3 separate regions of the Sus scrofa genome follow, and regions 1 and 2 are each linked to region 3. The links are chromatin contacts, called in public HiChIP or PLAC-seq maps. All regions are on one chromosome and are shown on one strand. Each heading gives the region's core, a stretch centred on a gene start, on an enhancer-like site or on the middle of the called end of the contact. The rest is flanking DNA. Distances are from core to core; before and after follow the strand shown.

What was found. HiChIP or PLAC-seq counts read pairs in DNA pulled down with a chosen protein or histone mark.
Region 1: a contact with region 3 is called in an H3K27ac HiChIP or PLAC-seq map of skeletal muscle. The contact joins two enhancer-like sites. A contact is called at or near these places in 1 of 47 Hi-C or Micro-C datasets (embryonic fibroblasts) and 1 of 2 datasets of contacts at active chromatin or transcription factors (skeletal muscle).
Region 2: a contact with region 3 is called in an H3K27ac HiChIP or PLAC-seq map of skeletal muscle. The contact joins two enhancer-like sites. A contact is called at or near these places in 1 of 47 Hi-C or Micro-C datasets (embryonic fibroblasts) and 1 of 2 datasets of contacts at active chromatin or transcription factors (skeletal muscle).

What each region holds. Positions count from the first base shown.
Region 1 is chr7:8,001,883-8,005,266 of Sscrofa11.1, forward strand. All of the region lies in intron 2 of NEDD9 (enhancer of filamentation 1), which reads right to left. Among named protein-coding and RNA genes, the nearest start is that of NEDD9, 90 kb to the right of the region's middle. Within about 2 kb of position 1,444, at least 16 of the 83 cell types and tissues checked have an H3K27ac peak or open chromatin away from gene starts, as enhancers often do. A contact at or near this core is called in embryonic fibroblasts and skeletal muscle, where this site is marked.
Region 2 is chr7:8,059,267-8,062,539 of Sscrofa11.1, forward strand. All of the region lies in intron 1 of NEDD9 (enhancer of filamentation 1), which reads right to left. Among named protein-coding and RNA genes, the nearest start is that of NEDD9, 33 kb to the right of the region's middle. Within about 2 kb of position 1,730, at least 13 of the 83 cell types and tissues checked have an H3K27ac peak or open chromatin away from gene starts, as enhancers often do. A contact at or near this core is called in skeletal muscle, where this site is marked.
Region 3 is chr7:7,833,827-7,837,131 of Sscrofa11.1, forward strand. NEDD9 (enhancer of filamentation 1) reads right to left here. Exons shown (of 9, transcript XM_021100184.1): 4 at 720-1,166. Among named protein-coding and RNA genes, the nearest start is that of SMIM13, 61 kb to the left of the region's middle. Within about 2 kb of position 1,400, at least 40 of the 83 cell types and tissues checked have an H3K27ac peak or open chromatin away from gene starts, as enhancers often do. A contact at or near this core is called in embryonic fibroblasts and skeletal muscle, where this site is marked.

The DNA of each region.
Region 1 (3,384 bases), core at 194-2,693, 170 kb after region 3:
AAAAGTCACTGGTGCCTTTACCAAGAATAATTTCAGTGACGTGGAGCGATGAGAAGCCAGGCGGTGTGGACTGAGGAGGAAAGGGAGGTGAGGAAGTAAGTAACAGTCTGAGTTTGGAAACAATTCTTTTGGGATTCCTAGCTATCAAGAGGCAGACATGGGTAGGATGGCATTGGAGAGCGAGATCAGAGAAGAACAATGTTTACCTTTTTTTTTAAGATGAGAAGCCCTAAAAGCATAATTATATTTACAGATCTATTAGAGCACAGAGAAGAAAGCAGATCACTCTGCTCGGGTAAGCAGAAAAAGTTTTACGCAAGGAGATAATGTTAAGCTCAGTCTTAAGAAAGAGTAAAACTTTTCCAAAGGAAGAAGGCCTTGCATGCAAAAGGAGCTTGTTAGCCAACACACAACGGCGTGTTTGGAACATGGTCAGCAGCTCACTGCATGGAAAATTTTACTTCTGGACCCTGTTAGAAGGAAGGAAAACCCATCCAAGACCTTTCTCTACCTTTTATCTTTGCTTTCAGTTTTGTCTTTAAAATAATTGGCTAGGTCAGATTAAGTCTCTTCCAGTAGTAAAATCCATAGCTAACAGTGATTTGCCTTAACTGTTTTGTTAGAATGATAGCCATACTCCCCCCAGGGAATATCCCACCATGGCTTTTTCCTAAAATTATGCTTTATGGTGTGAAGCTTTCCCGGAGGCTGGAGGCTCAGCCGAAAGTAGCCCACTTAGGGAAAAAAAAAAATCATGAAATATTTTTGAAGTCTTATTGTGTTTTGCCTTAAAAGTTCATGTGCATCCTATTCCTTAATACATTTGACACGGTGGCTACTAACGTGTGTTATTATTTACTAACACCCCAGGAAGATAGGCCAGCTTCACCCTTTAGATTTAAGTATTTCTACACATAAACTCCGAGCAAGGCAGAACGTCCCTGTCTGGCTTCCATTCCCTAGACTTTTTTCCTTGCCCACTCCCTGCCGGCTTCATAGAAGTAGAGAGTCTGAGCGCCAGCTCTTTGCACGAGTGAAATATGATGGAACCTGGGGATACAGAGGAAGGGAGCTTTAAGAGTACCTTAACTGAGTTAATGGATCTTTATAAATATCCTGGGCCAGAGGGAATCAAGTAATTGCATTATGAGCCTTAGGATCTTAGCTATTCATGTATCATATTATTCACATCCACTTGGGTGTATGAATTTTCTTTATGGAAGAGTATGAGATATAAAATCCACATAAAGTTGCCTGAAAGGAAAAAAAAAAAAAAAAAAGACACACATTAATTGGATTCTTGGCAAAAGGCTGAAAAAATGTCCCAGACGGATGGAGCAAGTTATTTTTAGACAACGTTGCCCTAAAATATGTTGGTGCCTCTGTGAATGAGTTCATAACACATGCTAAAAACTCCTTTGGCCTGATCCTTTAAAAAAAAAAATAAACCTCCATTTTCCCTTTTTATTACATAATAAAATAAAATGAGCCGTCTCCCAGTGCCGTCTCCTGGAAGCATTCCTCTGTTGAAATTTCTTTTTATCTGCGTCCACCTTCATGTTTCCCTTCATATGAGCCCCCCTCCCCCTTTTTTTTATGTGCCCTACTTTCGTAACCTAAAGACATTAATAGAAATTTAAGTTCTTTCCATCATTCATTTAGTATTTTAGTTGTCCCCATTTTTCACCCATGAGCTCACCCTAATGACTCATCAGATTTCCTGCACTTCAGCCCTCTGCTCTTTTTCTAATGAAAAAGTTGGGGACTAACACTTTATATGGCATTGTCCGGGGAAGATTAAGCCCCTGGTAGTTACGGAGATTTGGCTCTGTGATAAGAGATCCGCCAATGATTAGAAGACCTCACCTACTTGCTCTTAAAATGGAATTCGTCCAGATGGTGCCAATGGGAATTAAAGGACTGCATGGTCCCAGAGCAAACACAATGCCTGTCTTCTGGATGCTCTTAATCTCAGAGGTAAATGAGGGAAATAGGGCTTTCTGAGGCCTGGCCACACATTCCCTTGGTGATTAGAGTACCAAATACTCATGATTTAAAGTGACTAGTTATCAGATACTAGAAACATCTTCTAAATCATTAAAGGATTTAAAGCTCTGCTTGATGGTCCCATGTTATTGAAATTAAAGAGTTTTAAAGTTATCTATTCTATTGCTGAGGCTGCATCTACAGAGGCTTTCAATAATCTTGGACATAGAGGTCATTGGAAGGAGATACATTTATTCTAGAAAGCACAAAAATGGATATGGATATGTTTCCTTAGAGAATCCTGTTTACTTTGCTTACAGAACCGCTACTGAGTACATCTTGGTCAAATTTCAGAAACGCTATGCAAACAGGTGTACTTACAGCGCTTCCTTCTTTATGTTTCTAGCAGCCTAGAGTTGGACATCAGAGTTAAAATAGAGTCTTGCTTTTAAGGGCTAGGAAAATCCAGAGCCCCTCTGCACCCACATGATCTTGCCCCTTAAATTATTCCCTATAAAACTTTCTGATGACAGAGACAATACATTTCCAGTCTTTAGGTGCAAGCTCAAATCTCTGATAAAATGCACATAGTCTAGTGGAAACTTTTATTTTTTTTTTAGGGCCGCACCTGCGGCATATGGAAGTTTCCAGGCTAGGGGTCAAATCAGAACTGCAGCTGCTGGACTGCACCACAGCCATAGTCACTCTGGATCTGAGCCAGGTCTGTGACCTACACCTCAGCTCAGGGCAATACGGGATCCTTAACCCTCTGACCTAGGCTAGGGATCGAATTTGCATCTTCATGAATACTAGTCAGGTTTGTAACCTGCTAAGCCACAACAGGAATTCCCAAACCATTCCTTATATTGTTATCTTTCATTTTGACTTGAATGTAAATGAAGGTTCTGAGAGATTATAACTTTGAGTGGAGAGGAGAGCTGGGGTCACTGAGTTGCTGTCGCGTGATAATGAGGAAAGATAGGACAAGAGTGGAAATGAATCAATTCTGGACTTGGCTTAATTCAACACAGTTGTGCATGGGATGGCCTTGCTCTCAGTCATGAAACTCGAGCAAATCCTTCAAAAGGAGGAGCTTCCCAACTGTGAGCGCTTTTTTTTGGAACTAGGAGTGGCAGATACAATGTCCTGGAATCTAGGATCTGCTCCCTTCTCTGGAGGCCCTGTCTGTGGGCATCATCAATCTATGTCCATGTGGGCGAAGAGAAATGACTTCTTTTCAGAAATCTGAGGTATTTGTATTTCATTTTGGAAGCAGAGTGATGCAAAAACTTCCAGTCAAGTCATAGAGTTTGCATGTAGAGTTTTCTTAAGATGTCTTGTCTGGTTTTGCTATCAGGGTAATATTGGGCTTTGGTGCAACGAGCTGGAAAGTGTCCC
Region 2 (3,273 bases), core at 480-2,979, 230 kb after region 3:
CTGGCTGCCCGATCACCCGCACACAGTCTTGAGAAAGACCAGGAGCTCTTGAAGATGAGCTCTAAAAAGGTGGCCCAGGAGTGGAGGGCAGTATCTGCAGGGACAAAGGATGCTTCCCTGCCTCAGTGTGGTCCAGTCACTGTACTGACAGACGCTGAGGGCACAGAAGGAAGCAGCAGCCATGGATGGGAAGTAGTAACGGCCACCCCAGCAGTGACCTGAATCTTAGCTGTCGGAATCAGGGACCTGGGGACCTAGCCATGCGGCCTCCAGAGACTGCAGTTGGTGTGTCACATCTGCTACTTCAGGTCTACAGGGTGGTTGGGGGGAGCAAGAGAGGGCATCTGTGTGTGTTTGTGTTTGGGAATTGATCAAATCTCCTTGAACTTGATGAGCACGATGGAAGGCCAGCTAGGGTTGGGGCTGAGTCAGAATTAGAGAACACCCTCAAAGAATCAGCTCTTCAGAGTTCAGGGTTTCCCACCCCAGCCCCCTCTGAACTACACTCTACCAGGCTGCAGAGTCTTGACCTCACATGTAAGGCTCTAATCAGATAAGCCCACCACAAACCCTTCTTTATTCTCAAGACCCTTGCTCCATTCAAGCCCCAGCTAAACTCAAGCCATCACAGGGTAGGGCCAGCCTTCATGAGTTATTTTGAGACGGGCAGACTGTCATCAGTGCAGGCTGCCAACTTTCTCAGGCTACTCGGAATGATTATGGGTAAAGTCTGCTTTGGATTTGTTGGAAGAGGGGGAGACTTACAATGTATTTGGTTCAGGCAATTCATTTTAATGGTTCTGCTTTCCAAATTTCCTACAAGCATAATCACAGCCCATTTTCACAGTCCCTAGACTGTCAGATCCTGTGTATATAAAATAAAGAACTAGAAAAAATGGGAACTTTAAAATCTTTAAGTTAAAGTAGTGGTACAAATGTTATTTGGGACGCTGTGAAACAGTATTCAGAATTACCTTCTAGCCATTAGACGCTCACCGTGACAGAAAGACTGCTTTTGCCATGTTTCTAGATATGGTAAAGATCAGGTACACCGTTTAGAAATCATAGGCTTGAAGATATCGCCTCCTTTTTAAGGATTAAAAAGTATGTGTAACCTACTCTATCACATTTAAGATGGGGAAAAAAAGTGTGTGTGTGGCGGGGGTGGGGATTGGGTTTCCTTTCTATTATCTGCATGTTCATTCTTGGGGCAGCTTTATTCATCAAAATAAGCTTTCTTGTTTTCTTAGAATGTGTTTAGGAGGGTTTTCTAAAACGTCTTCCTTATGTTTGCTAATTTGTTGGTTCTGAAGCCTTTTCCCATTTCATCAAGTTCACCTTCGGAAAGGGATAGAGAAAAATTAGGGGCTTGCTCCCCCTGGTGCCTGGTTGGAGAACTGCACCTTCGTGTCGGAGCCCCTGCGAACGGTTAAGAGTGCCCTCTAGTGTACAGAAGCAGAGCAACGCTACAAGTTAAATTACCAGTTAAATATTCATGAAAAATACTAAAACTACAAATTACTACAACTACAGGGGAGAAATGACGAATTATGCCCGATGAGCCAAGATAAGGACCACCGTGTGTGTATTGTTTCTTTGGTTTTCCACTGCTATGGGACAAAAACATCCCCAAACGTAGTAGCTTAAAACAATGCTCGTTTATCCCATAGGGTTTCTGTGAGCCAGGAATTGAGAAGCAGCGCCGTTGGCTGGTTCTGCCTGGAGGTTCTTCACCAGACTGCAGTCAGATGGTGACTGGGGATCCTCAGTGTGTCGTTGGCCCACATGTCTGGTGGCTGAGCTGGTAAGATGTCAAGAGCTGGGGACCTCTCCCTGTCTCTCGAGTCCCTCAGCTGCCTTTCCAGAATAGCCAGGCTTCTTTCAGGTTGGGTCATTGCTTCCAACCTGGAGGAAGCGGTGTTGTTTTCTATGACCTGGCCTTAGAAGTCAAGCAGAATCATCTCTGCTGTGCTCCCTTGAAAGAAGCGGTTACAGAGTGCCACCCAAGTTCAAGGGGAGGGAATGGTACCCCCACTTGGGAAGGGATATATGTTTGTGTGGCCATTTTTGTCCAAATAAATCAACAATTTTTTACTTAATTCTACCCCCAAATTACATGTGGTTGCCACTATCACTATCCCAATTTTACAATTAAGGGAATGAGATAGAGACATTAAAAATTTTCTTCACAGGTGCTTTCAATATTATACTAGAGCACTGTCTAAGAAATCATGTAACATGTTATCCGTACGTGGTTTTTCAGTCTCAACGCTACTGACATTTTGGGTCAGGTGATGATTCATGTAAGAGCTATCCTGTGTATTGCAAGCTGTTCAGCAGCATCCCTGGCTCTCTTCACTCAATGCCAACAGCATCTCCTCTCTCCCCTCAGTCGTGATAACTAAAAATTTCTCCAGACACTGTCAGTGAGGGGGGAGGGAGCGACCAGGAATTTGCCCCCATTGAGAACTACTGTTTCACGGGAAGGTAACTTTATTTACTTTTGATCAGGCCAGACTCGACAAAGTTAGTATTCACTTACAGAGGCTCTCTATGTTGCAATTTATGACTATCTAGCAGAAGAAAAAATCCTACAGATGGTAGTTTTATTGCTTTAGCGGGCATTGATCAGTCTCAATCAAATTTGTATTTCAGCATTCTTTTCATCCACTGACTAGACATAATAGCTCTTCTTCTTTGAACTATCATTGTCATCATGCTAGTTCCTTTATTACTGAGTTAAATCTCTGCCAGTGGCACACACACACCACCATCTTGGTAGAAAGCAGAGAGAGAATTCTTTCCAAAGGGCAGGTAAGGCCATCATGGAGAGGTGCTACTGGGGTCTCCCTTCAGAGAAAGAACTAGCGGGTGAGCGGTAAAGCAGAGATAGGCTTAACTGACGTGCCTCTGGAATCCACACAGCAATAGCAGAGAACTACCTTGTCTACATGGCTCTGCCTGAAGCATCTAAAAGAATGGAATTGGCTTAAACTTAGCTGAGAGTGGAACAAAATGACAACAGCATTGCAAATGTTTAAACTTATAAAAACAGACATAAGGCTATCGTTGTTCCCTCGCCACAGGCTTGGCACATACTTAGCACTCAAATCTTTGTGGAACCAATCAAGAGTATATGCACTATTGTACTAGAAAAAGAATTCCCTGAAGTGGCTATTCTCTTCATCTTCCGAGAGTTCATGTCCCACTCTCTGGAACCCATGTTTTACCAGGGCCTCAGGTATATCAGCCACTTCTTGCTCCTCCTGGCCC
Region 3 (3,305 bases), core at 150-2,649:
TTCCTAAATATCCTAGCTCGCTCTTTCACCCACAGCCTCAAGCGTTATGATAGGAATTATTTGCAAGGCCAGAGGAGGGCTCCTTTCTAAATTCCATAGTCTTTATGTTTTAAATGAGTCAACCTTGAAGCTGACAACTCTCCAGAGCAAGTTGGTTGGCGTGATCCACTCCCACCTTCTTTGCTGCTTCCACTTCTGGTGAGGTCTTTGTGCAGCCAGGTCAGTGGGGTCATGACTCAGTTTTTGGTGAAAGGAGAGCCCTTGCTACTTCATCAGCTTGTGCAAAATTTGGTGTCGCATACCACTCAAAGGAGAAATAGAAAAGACTGGAAACTGAGTGCAGAGACCCGGTCTAAAAACAGGTCTATCAGAAAGATGGAGAGAAACACTCAGTGAGGTGGTATGACCTGGAATAACTCAGGAACTTGCAGTGGTTATGGATCAATGGTACTTGGCACATGGTAGGAGTTCAAGAAAATTCTGCTGATCAATGAATGGAAAAATGATCCCCAAAATGCCCAAGCGAGGGTATTTAGATATTCTTACTTCTTAAAAGATTTACTTACTTTTTAGAAGAGGTACTTACTTCTTCAATGTACTTCTTATAAACTTCAAGTTCTTAATTTAAGAATATTCACACACACACACATACACACACAACTCAACTGCAGTTAGAAAAAAATAAGTAGGAACAAAAATCCAGTCTGTTGTTCACTCACCTTTTTGCTTAAGTGGGGACCATTAGCCCCCACAACGCCTCTCTGCACTGAAGGTGGTACTTGATATACATCTTGTTCCTGGGTACCATGGCCAGTGGGTACTTGGTAAATTCCCTGATTTTGGTAGGAAGGTGGCACTTGGTAGATAGTGTCTCGAGGGGCACCCTGGGGGGTTGGCACCTGATAGAGCTTCTGTTGGCTGAAGGTCTGGTGCATCAGTCCAGAAGTAGGCTGGTCCGGACTGGGGGAGGTCTCCGGCACGGGGCCAATCAGAAGCTTCACCCGGTTGCCTGGGACAATGCCTTGCCGGCCGTGCAAGGAGCAGAGCCACCATCCTTCTAGTCCTCCCGTGTTCTGCTCTATGACCGTCAGGATGTCTCCCTTGCGAAAGGCCAGCTCCTCAGCGCACTCTGGGACATTGTCGTATAAGGCTCTCGCCATAAGATTCTAGGAAGGAAGGAACAGAGGGAAGCTGGGTCAGAACGGTCGCTCAGTGCCCTGGAAGACCTAGAGCCGCTGCTCTTATGGAGAGGCACACTTCCCGGAAAGAAGAGAGGGGTGTGAACGATCGCCTGGAAGGAGAAAACCAGATGGCACAGACAAAAGACAGATGCATGTGCCCTGTGTCTGCCACCAGTGCCATCAGACCGCCTCTTCGGACAAGCTCCCACCACCACAGGAGTGCTTTCCTCCAGCAGTCAGAGCTGAGCCAAGGCATTATGAGGAGCACGGAGCGGGGGTGGTTCACTCTGCAGAACATTTTTCTTCCTTTCTCAACCCCAGCTGAAGGAATAAAATATTCCCAGACATTCAAATGCACAACGATAGGTATTTATCATGAAAATATATATTAAAATGTGTATAGTACATTATGTGTGTGTGTGTATAAATAAACAGAGGCAAGCAAGTCCCCAACAACACACCGCACCAATGGCATTTATACTCCCTGTTAACATGGAAACAGAAGCACGCTGCTGTCTGCCTTGGCAGGGCCTCCGACCTCTTATTTGCTGTGGATCGAGAGGTCTTTGGATACAGGGAGCGTCTACAAGCAAGCGATCTTTCCATGGGAATCGAGCCTGAGTGAGCGTGACTGTGCTCTATGCCTCCGGAGGCGATGAAGAAGCTATGGCACAGGGGTAGGTGGCGGGCGTCTCCTCCTCGCTGGGCCTGTCCTCTGCCTTTCCTGAGGGCCCCTCCTCGCCCTGCCACTTCATTTCCTACTTCTTGAATCTCACCATTCACGTTGGAAAGGCTCTGCCTGCCCCCTTCACGGGCCCCAAACACTCTCTCTCTTTGTGCGAAGGCCTGTCTGGCACTTTCCGTACTCAGCAGACGGCCAAAGGAGGCATTCAGCAGAGAGCGGGCAGGCGGTACACGCTGACCTTCTTGGAAGCCTTTCAAAGGCTCCGAACATTTCATTTCTTGGCCGGAGGACTGCTTCGCAGTGCGGTGGCAGCCTTCGCCCCAGCCAGGCCTGCTCCCTCCCAGCACACAGAGGAGTCGGGGACGGTGCAAATCCAAGAGCCTCGGAAAACGCAGAGCGAGTGCTCTCGGGCTTCACGCACATGTTGGGATGCACTGGGCGTCACTGCGATGACGGTCCTTTGTGGGAGAAAGGGCTGCCGACGGGGACCGGAGCACGCTGTGACTACACGTCCGTGGAATTTGGGGCTGTTGTTGTTTGGACTTCTGCCCCCTGTTTTCATCCCTAAAAATGTGGATTTGATCTTCCAGCCTCATGCCTGTCATTCCTTTCTCACTGACATACACTAACCACCTCCCCCGGGCTGCGCCTCATAACCACCGGTCTTGCCCTGCGGGCTGGTTCCCTCCCCGGGAGGGTCCGTGTGAGGGGTCTCCCCCCTGGTCAGTCGTGGGGGAGGCGCCTACTACTCTGTTCACCAGGCTCCTCTTAGCCAGTGCAACTGCTTCACCCGGGGAAAGGAGACAACCCGCCAGAGGTCAGTGCCCAGGAAGCCTGGTGATGCTCTTTACGGATGAGGTGGAAGCCCTTGTTCTTGATGGTTTTCCCATCCAGGAAATCTCTGAGGTGGACGCATGAGCGCTAAGGGAAGCTAGAGGGAACCCTAGGGCTTTGTGTGCCCCGCGAAGGTTTTACCTCCTATTTCGATGCTGGGAGGCTTCGGGTTCCTTCTAACAATGAAAAGTTCACAAGCATCAAGACAGAACCACGCAGGATGGTGCCCTCGTGGGTGGAACCAGGTCAGGGTATGTCGCAATCCTTACATCCCTCATCTTCCTCTTCCTCCATCTTTTGCGTGTGTGTGCGCGCGCGCATGTGTGTGTGTGTGTGTGTGTGTGTGTACATGTACATATATTTATACGTGTGTGTATGTATATACATATATACATATACATGTCCTTACAACTGATTTAATTTGATTTACTTTGCTCTACACCTGAAACTAATACAACACTAAGTCAACTGTACTCCAAGCAACTTTTTTTAAAAAAGTTATTGCGTTAAAGAGGACAGGGATTTTGGTCCTTGGTACCTAGATGATCTGAAGGGACTGACGCCACCAGAGTGGCACGATGATGCCAAAGCAGAGAGCTGACCCT